Regions from separate parts of the Sus scrofa genome. Here region 1 is linked to region 2. The links are chromatin contacts, called in public Hi-C maps. All regions are on one chromosome and are shown on one strand. The core of a region is the stretch at or near the end of the contact, and the rest is flanking DNA. Distances in the headings are between cores, read along the strand shown.

Evidence for each region. Hi-C and Micro-C count contacts between places; a contact is called where the count stands out from the background.
Region 1: a contact with region 2 is called in a Hi-C map of subcutaneous adipose tissue, with 4 times the contacts expected there. The contact joins two enhancer-like sites. A contact is called at or near these places in 20 of 47 Hi-C or Micro-C datasets (alveolar macrophages, blood, embryonic fibroblasts and 11 more) and 2 of 2 datasets of contacts at active chromatin or transcription factors (alveolar macrophages and skeletal muscle).

Annotation. Positions count from the first base shown.
Region 1 is chr8:30,092,238-30,096,742 of Sscrofa11.1, forward strand. No RefSeq gene overlaps it. Among named protein-coding and RNA genes, the nearest start is that of TLR10, 40 kb to the right of the region's middle. Within about 2 kb of position 1,759, at least 4 of the 83 cell types and tissues checked have an H3K27ac peak or open chromatin away from gene starts, as enhancers often do. A contact at or near this core is called in subcutaneous adipose tissue, where this site is marked.
Region 2 is chr8:29,520,129-29,525,086 of Sscrofa11.1, forward strand. The region is part of intron 14 of TBC1D1 (TBC1 domain family member 1); the gene reads left to right. Among named protein-coding and RNA genes, the nearest start is that of MIR9840, 26 kb to the right of the region's middle. Within about 2 kb of position 3,318, at least 51 of the 83 cell types and tissues checked have an H3K27ac peak or open chromatin away from gene starts, as enhancers often do. A contact at or near this core is called in subcutaneous adipose tissue, where this site is marked.

The DNA of each region.
Region 1 (4,505 bases), core at 509-3,008, 570 kb after region 2:
CTCAGAATGCTGATACTGCTTGTATTGTGCTTAATGGTCATGATCTCTCCTGCACTGTGTCTGTTAAACATCTCACATTTCATCCCTAGCCAGCGTGGAGGGAATCTGTTTGCAAACTGTGGCCTCACTACAAAATGAGCGTGAGGCTGGGTCTGCAGTGAGATGAAAATGCGCCCTAGGGGGACACTGAAGACTCTGACCTTCCTCCTGTCCTGCCTGCCAAGCACCTGACTCCAAAATTTACCCACCTTTTGGTGAATCCCTCTCATTTTTAAATTTTTTTTTTTTTTTTTTTAGGGCCACACCTGCAGCATATGGAAGTTCCCAGGCTAGGGGTTGAATCGGAGCTGCAGCTGTCGGCCTATGCCACAGCCACAGCAATACCAGATCCGAGCCACATCTGTAATTTACACCACAGCTTCACAGCAACACTGAGTCCCAGACCCACTGAGCAAGCCCAGGGATCGAACCCACATCCTCATGTATACTAGTTGGATTTATTTCCTCTGTGCCACATTGGGAACTCCCACGAATCCCTCTTTTTAGTGTACAGGGTATCTTACTCTTGATACTCTTTAGCTGCTGTTGTCTGTATTTTATTTGTGGGATTTTGTTACCAATACCCCCTGACCCCAGGGATACCACGGAAGAGGGGCAGACCAAGATTGTAAGGATAGTGCAGGGTATGTAGGGGTGGAGCGTATGTCAGGACATCCAAGATGGCTGTTCTCTTGCTCTCTGTGCATCCCCTGCTCAGCCAGTCCCTGCTGCCCCCACATCCTACACACACGCTATCCCATCCTCTTAATCATAGGGCTTAATCAGTAACTGCCTCCATGCTTGCCCCCTGCCCCAGCTGCTGGTTCCCCTGGTAACTGATGAGCCTGTCTGAATCAATTCACCCTATAAATGGTAGCCTCCCTCTCCCCCCAGGAAGCAAAGGCTGCTGCCATGTCCTGCCTGCCACCTGCTGTCCACTGGGGTGTCTCTCCAGGATTCGTGCTTTGGACATTTAAGATTCTCCATCCAATAAATTGTTGATATCTCCAGGCTCTTCAGTCTTGAGGCTGGACCATACAAAGCTGGCAGGCTGCAAGGTGTAGCCCCACAAGTAGGCATGATTATTCTACAGGGCAGAAAACTGCACCTCAAAGAAAGTGGGTGACGGCCTTAAAGACACATGGCTGGTAAGCAGCAGAATCAGGATTCACTTGGCTCTGTTGCTCCAGGATACCCTGCAGCTATTTGGGGAAAATGGAGATAATGAAGCCAATGGTGAAGAAAGGGAAGAAATGTACCAACTGGTTAGGGCAACACTTGTTGCTACAACGAACTCTGAAATTTGTAATCGCTCCAACAATTGAAGTTGGTTTCTTCCTCGCCTTAAGTCTAAGGTCACATTAAAATCTGCTGAACAGATGGCTTTCTTCCAGGCAGGGATTCGGGACCCTGGGCTCCTTCCATCTTGTGGTTCCACCAACTTCGATAGGTGACTTCAAACTGCAGTGCCTTTCGGCGTGATGCCAGCAGGAGGACAAAGAACGTGGAGGATAGGAGGTCGCCTGGGTCAGACTTGGAAGTGGCCCACCTCACTTCTCGTGACCTACTTTCAGCTAGAATTTCCTTACTCTGTCAAAACTTAGCAGCCGTGAAACTGCAAGAAAGCCTGGAAACTGTGGAACAGCTCTGGGCAGAGAAAGAAAGGGAAATGAGTTTGGTAGAGCTGAACAGTCCCTGCCGCCACCCATAGCCAACATCCAGGAACCGGAGGTTCCCGGACAGAGCCAAAGCCCCGCCCAGGGGTGCGCGTGCAGGAAGCCGAACTTTCAGCTGCACCTCAAGCTGCAAATGTGCCCAAAGGGCTTCTGTGATGAGACTTGATTGTTTTATCTTGTTTGGGGAAATGTTCCCCTCCAACTTGAACCTTGCCAACCCTAGCAGCCCCAGACCTGTGCTTACCAATGAACACAGACCCCCAAGTGGAACCACGTGTGTTTCCTTGAACCCTATAATCAGGGGTTGGTTTAGGGAAAGTCACGTGATCCATTGAGAGCCTATTGGCTCCTTCCCTAACCAATTAAGAAGGCTCTTACTTCTCTGGCTATAAGGCTGTAAGAAGGGAAGTGTGTGTGGTCTGGCATCACGCCTGCAGCCTCAGGGACGCAGCCAGAAGCATAAATGCAGCGTGTAGTATATGGAGATTCCCAGGCTAGGGGTTGAATCAGAGCTGTAGCTGCGGGCCTACACCACAGCTCACAGGAACACCAGATAGTTAACCCACTGAGTGAGGTCAGGGATCAAACCTGCCTTCTCATGGATGCTACTCAGATTTGTTTCCTCTGAGCCATGATGGAAACTCCCCCTCTTTTTAAAAAATTAATTAATTTTTGTCTTTTTAGGGCTGTACCTGTGGCATATGGAAGTTCCCAGGCTAGGGGTCGAATGGGAGCTGCAGCTGCCGACATACACCACAGCCACAGCAACATGGGACCTGACCTGCCTCTGTGACCTACACCACAGCTCACAGCAACACCAGATCGCTGACCCACTGAGTGAGGCCAGAGATCAAAACTGCCTCCTCACGGATATTAGTCTGCTGAGCCATAGCAGGAACTCCCCTTCCCTGCCATGTCTATAGTTTGATTCTATAACCTGATAGTTTCTCTCTTTGCTTAATCTGGTTCAAGGTGAGTCTGTCACTTGCAACTCAAAGAGTCATGACTTCACACATCCAGCATGCCAGAAGACCTTCTAGAAGGTAAATAGGCTCAACAACAAATTTTTTTTTTTGTCTAGCCATGTTCATGTGTATACTCTTACACACACACACACACACACACACCCACACCCTTCTTCACACCCTTATGGGTTTGTATCTCCCTAAAAAGACATGCTGAAGTCCTAACGCCTAGTGCTTCAGAATGTGTGCTTATTTGTAAATAGGGTCTTTAAGAGAGTAAATCAAGTTAAAATGAAGTCTTTAAATTAGACCCTAATCCAGTATGATGGGTGTCCTTATAAAGAGAAATCTGGACATGCACAGAGGGAAGACGTCATGTGAAGGAGGCAGAGGTCGGGGTGATGCTTCTGGGAGCCGAGGGAGGCCCGAGATTAATGGCAAATCCCCAGAAGCTAGGAGAGAGGCATGGAGCATGTCCTCCCACAGAGCCACAGAAGAAAGCTTGCAGACACCTTGACCTCAGACTCTGGCTTTGCCAGAGTTCTCTTCTGGGAAGAAAAGCAGTATTTTTCCTTGTCTCTGGAAGCTCTTTGCAAAGTCCTTGAGGAGCTCCCTTTCTTCTTTCTTACTATGCAATGTAGGATACAGATTATTCGTAATTGCGTACCCAGGTGTGTGTGTGTGTGTGTGTTGGCCATGGAGAAGGAGGTTACTGTAACGATAAGAGTAATGACCACTGATTGACTATACACTTTAGGTCAGATACTATTCTTGGTCATTTTAAAGATATTATCTCATTTACTTTTATTTTTATTTTTTTTTGTCTTTTTGCCATTTCTTGGGCTGCTCCCGTGGCATATGGAGGTTCCCAGGCTAGGGGTCTAATCGGAGCTGTAGCTACCAGCCTATGCCAGAGCCACAGCAACACAGGATCCGAGCCACGTCTGTGACCTACACCACAGCTCACGGCAACGCCGGATCCTTAACCCACTGAGCAAGGGCAGGGATCGAACCCACAACCTCATGGTTCCTAGTCGGGTTCGTTAACCACTGCGCCACGACGGGAACTCCCCCATTTACTTTTAGAAAGAAAGTGTAGTGTCTTGATGTGAGGTCAACTCAGATCTGAGTTTGAATCTTTGTTCTTGTCTTTATCAGGTATTAGGCCTTGGTCATGTAACTTAACTTCCATGAGCTCTTTCCTCTCAATGGAATAATAATTTCTATTTTGTAGAATTCTATAAGATTAATGTAATAATTATGCAAATTGATTAGCCTATAGTAAGCCCCCTAATAAGGGGTAAATATTACTATTCATCTTCAGAATCCCTCTATATGATAGGCATTTATAATTCCCATTTTAGAGATGAAGAAACTAAGTCCCACACACTAATAAGCGACAAAAACTAAATTAGACCCATATCTGTCTGGTAGTTTCAAAGTCAACATCTTTCTACTATATCCTACTTAAAAAGAAAATGACCCCCAAAGCAATAATTCATTAGTACAGAACAGTTACATTTGAAATGAATTTGAATTACATACACTTGAAATTGTGATACAAAACATTCTTAAGGTCTCTTTGTGCTCAAAATGAGAAATTGTACCAGTCCTCCAAATTAAAAAAGAAATTAAGAATTGCTCAATTTCAAAGCTGTTCAGACAAGTGAATTATAAACTGCCACTTTGGTTCTAAAATAGAAATTCTCTCTTCCTTTTGTCAGTATCTTGTGAACTATGCTGCTATTCCCATGGCTCAGAACCTCATCAAGTGATTTTGGTGACAATTGTGCAGTTATTATAATTCGAAATGTTTTTTTAATAT
Region 2 (4,958 bases), core at 2,068-4,567:
CGGTAACCTATAAACTCCATCGAAGGCCGTGTTGTCAGGCTTCACTTAAACCTGTGAGGGGCGCCGCCCTGAAGTTTGGTGCGTAAGATGCGTTTGTGAGGACGACGCAGTTGAGCCTCTGAGTAGGGGAGAGCGAGGCTGCTGACTGGCTAACAGTCCTTTGTCACTTTCAGAACCTTACCATCGTGGTCCCCCCACAGGTCTGCCCTGCCGGGGAAGAAGGTAGAGGCACTGCTGTCCTCCAGATGCAGAGTGGACAGCCCTGTGTGGGGTGGCTTTCCCCTCAAGGTCTAGAGCAGCACCTCATAGACGTGCATGCATTCAGGTCCTCTTGGTAGGCAGGTTCTGGTGCTGTGGGTCTGGGTGGGTCCAGAGGGTCTCCATTTCTTTTTTTCGTTTTTTTTTTTTTTTGCCTTTTTGTCATTTTTTGGGCCGCTCCTGCGGCATATGGATGTTCCCAGGCTAGGGGTGGAACCGGAGCTGTAGCCTCTGGCCTACGCCACAGCCACAGCAATGCGGAATCCGAGCCGCATCTGCGATCTACACCACAGCTCACGGCAATGCCGGATTCTTAACCCACTGAGCAAGGGCAGGGATCAAACCCACAACCTCATGGTTTCATAGTCAGATTCGTTAACCACTGCGCCACAACGGAAACTCTGGTCTTTTTTAGGGCTGCACTCGCAGCATATGGAGGTTCCCAGGCTAGGGGTCACCTTGGAGCTGGAGCCCCCAGCCTGTGCCACAGCCCCAGCAATGCGGGATCCTAGCTGCGTCTGCGACCTGCACTACAGCTCACGGTAATGCTGGATCCTTAACCCACTGAGCAAGGCCGGGGATTGAACCTGCGTCCTCATGGATGCTAGTTGGGTTCCCTAACTGCAGAGCCACAGTGGGAACTCCAGAGGGTCTCCATTGCTGATGGGCTCCCCAGTGGTGCAGGTGATACTGGTCCACCATGACTGGCAAGGGCTTAGCACAAGCCCCTGTATTCAGTGCAGTGCAGACCTTCTGGTCCTAGGTGAGGACTCCGTGCGCCTCCCTGCTGCTGTAGGTGACTGAGGAGTCCCCCCTGTGTGTCAGGCCTCAAGTAAATCTGGTTGCCGGTGACATTTTTTTCCGGGGGATTTGTGCTGCCTGGAGAAGCAGCGAGTTGGTCTGGTGGGGGAAATGCGGTGATAAAAGAAACATGTGGTACTAGGGATAAAGAAAAACCTGACAGCGTGCCAAGTGAAACCAAACATATGGCGTCTGCCTCGTTCCTGCCGGCTTATTTTCCAGGGAAGCTTTGTCTCCTGGGTGGCAGCAGGGCACAGAGAATGTGCAGGTGTTTGTTTTCTTAGCTGTGGGTTCTGCCCTAATTGTCAGGCCTGCAAAAAATGCTGAAAATCAACCTCTGACTAGACGTTTGGTAGTAGAAAGACTCCAGTTTTTCCTCCTAGTGTTTCATACAAAATATAATTCTTTGTGGTTAAGAAATAATTTTTTAGGGAACTCCCAACTATGGAATGGGGGAAAATTCTTTTACTTAACCTCTGTGGGCTAAGGGACAATTTTAGTCTTGGTCTAATGCCTTTCATTTAAGCATTTCCGATTACATTGTGTCTTTACGATTTCACTAACAATAGAAGCATTGACTTTACATGTCTTGTTTAAAAAGAGGAAAAGGAAAAACCCATCTAATACAGATAAGATTTATTGATTTGAAACCTATTGTATAAGCCAGTAGTCCAGTAAAACTGAAGTTCAAAGGGTTTTTGTGTTGTGAGTATAGCCGTGTCAATATGCCTGATTTATGGTACAGTTTGGTTGATTGGATTAGACATTAGCTGCAAATAGTAATGGCAAAACCAAGGAATTAATCTGAATCTTTATGTTATTGTGAAAAATGTAGAACTGTTGTATGACTGTGCTTTATTGTTCATGGCCAAATTTTCAAGAATTTATTTACCATTAGGAAATTTTAATGGACGATATAAGCAGAAAAACTGCAAGCAGAACTTGACTGGAACATTTAAGCATCACAGTGACATCTTTGCGACTCTGTTTTGATCCCTGGTTCTCTATGTTCACTGTGTATCAGTCACGTGGGGAGACTTATACTATGGGCTGCACCGGCCCCTCTGCTCTCACCTGGTCAGGAAGGTGGGGATGGGCCTGGGGTTGAAATCTTTCTTTTTAAACCCACCCAAAGCATTCAGACCGCAGCCTTGATTGAGAAGGCTGATTCAGATGTCAGAGGGCGACTTGAGACCCGGTCACCACTTGGTGGCAGTGTTGCTCCCTGTGTCTTGATGGCCCTCCTTTCTTTTTCCAGTCCCAGAAAAGTGTGCTTTCTTTTTTTATCCCCTCCGTGTTTTTGGTTTTGGTCTTGTTTTTGTTATAGTATGTACCTCCTTTGCTCATTTGCAGCTTATTTGAATGGAGAGCTACCGTTCTGAAATCGAGATGTTTTTCTTTCTTTTTCTGCAAGGTTTTAGGGTGTTGACAAAATAAGGAAGAGAACAAATGGTCTCTGGTTGCCAGAGACACATGGCTTTTTAAGATTATTCCTAACTTACTTTCCACATAACTTTGCTTTTCTGTGGTCAGTAAAGCCCAGGTTCAAGATGAAATATTGGGAATTGTTTGTTCATGGATTTCAGTAGTTTGAAGCTAGTAGATTTTTCTTCTTCCTCATGCTTTTTGGCATGTCAGTACAGATGGGGAAGCCACAGCAAATGGCTAGATTCTGTCTCAGTTTGCTGTTTTTGTGCCTGCTAACAGTTGTAAGTTAGCATTGATTGAGCCTTTCCTAGTTAACCATTGACATTTAAACAGTCAGTCAGTCCTTATACTTTGTGTGAAGCCTGGTGCTGAGGGTTGATGGTAACCCAGAGATTGAATTTTAACCTCTGCTGCTTGCTAGGAAGGCTGGGGAGGGGCTGAGGGCTTGGGTACTGGAGATTCTGGAGTGTAAATCCTTGCTTACAGCATCCGTAGGGCCCATCTAACTCTGGAGGCTGTACCCGTAAGCCTGCAGGGTTTAAGTCCGAAGTAGAGGATCTTGAGTTGTCACCCTTGAACTTGAAATCTGTAGGTACTGGGGAGCTAGTGAGGTTTATAAAGCAAGGAAATGGTAAGTAGTCTGGAAATAGCCTCAGGATAGACTCTGTAGGCATATCTGAACTTGAAGCAGTCTCAGAATCAGGGCAGGACCAGGGCGAGGCAGGCAGCCAGGCAGGCATCCTGAGTGCACAATTTAAGGAGGCACTCACTTTTAGGGCCCTGCGTGTATGGGCCCTGTGCTTCATGGCCCTGAGGATGAATGCCTCCTTAAATTTGCCTGCAGGCTGGCCTGCTTCCTCCTCCCCCAATCTTGGCCTCAGGTCTCGCACTGCTACCCTGCTCCCTGGACAGCACTGCTGGGAGGTTAGAGCAGCTCTCATGAGGAGTCCTTGGCAGGAAGCTTTTGTTTTGTTTTAAAAACAGCTTTATTGAGCTATAATTCATGTATTATACAGTTTACCCATTTAAATTATACAGTGTATTTTTCTTTATTTACAGGGTTTTGGAACCATCACTGTAATCTAATTTTTAAAATCTTTTTGTCCCCCAGAAAGAAACCCATAGTTGTCACTTCCCAAAACTCCCTCCCCTCCCCCCAACCCTAGACAACCACTAATCATCTTCCTGTCTCTATAGATTTGCCTGTTCTGGATATTTTGTATAAATAATATGTGGTTCTGTATGTGTGGCTTTTTTCACTTAGAATATTTTCAAGGTTCGTCATGTGTAGTGTGTATCAGTGCTTCATTTCTTTTTATAGTCAATTAACACTGCAGTGTATAGATAGACTTCAGATACACTTGTTTGCCCGTCGATGGGCATTTGGGTTTTTCTCCCTCTGGGCTCTCATGAATAGTGCTTCTCTGCACTTTCTCTGCCTGTGTGCACATTTTTGTGTGGTCATATGCTGAGAAAGGGTCTTAAGAGTGTTGTGGAACCTCCTTCTCCAGGGGCCTTGACCATGAGGGTGGTTAGGCCAGTGGGAATGGTTGAGCTCCCCTGCTGGCCGGCCTTGTTTGCTATCTGCTCCAGGCTGCGGGGGGGTCTGGGGGGGGTACAGGGGACACTGATGTTGCCCCCAGAAGTACCCAGGAAGGCGAGGGTAGGGATCCTCCATCAGGGCTCCCACAGCGGCCTCATTCCCGAGGGCAGTAGTCACAGGGCTACAGGGTAGTGACATTGGCCCAGGGCTGCATTTCTTTCAGCTGCCCTCTGACTGCCTGCCCAGAATCCCTTGGAGAACTTGTGGAAACAAGTTAGCTGTTCCTCACCCCTAAAGTGTCTGATTCTGGAGCCAGAATACTTGGTGGCGCCTGAGCATTTGCAGTGCTTACAAGAGCCTGATGCTGACACTGCAGGCTTGGGGGCCGCACTGTGAGGTCCTCTGAATTTCTCAAGCTGCAGCAGCTAATAGGCAAGGAAGGGTACATCCCATCCTGATTTAAACTCCAGCCAAAGAAGCCCTGAGTGGTTGTTAATAAAATAAAGAGATTGAAAATTAGAAATGTGTTCTTTGGCAGATGATGAAACAACAAACAAATCCTATCTTCTTTGCAATAAAACTATTAATAATAGCCATTGTAATTATCCTTATCACATATTAGGCAGTTAGTGTTGGCGCCTTCACACAGTCAGATGGTAATTCTCACGTGGGCTCTGCGCAGCCGTTACTATGCCCTGGCCTTTCACAGAGGAGGCCAGAAATATTGAAAGACCTGCAACTCAAATCAGGTCAGTTCTGCCCCAGAACCAGTCTCTTAATCACAGTCATGAGCTGTTGACAGTTTTAGGAATAAAGTATCAGGAGTTTTGACTGCTTTACTCAAGTTAGTGTTTGTGTGGTGAGAAGCTGCGGTGGAGTAAAAGAACAATTCTTATGTTGGCAGTATTCTAGAATTACATGCTAATTC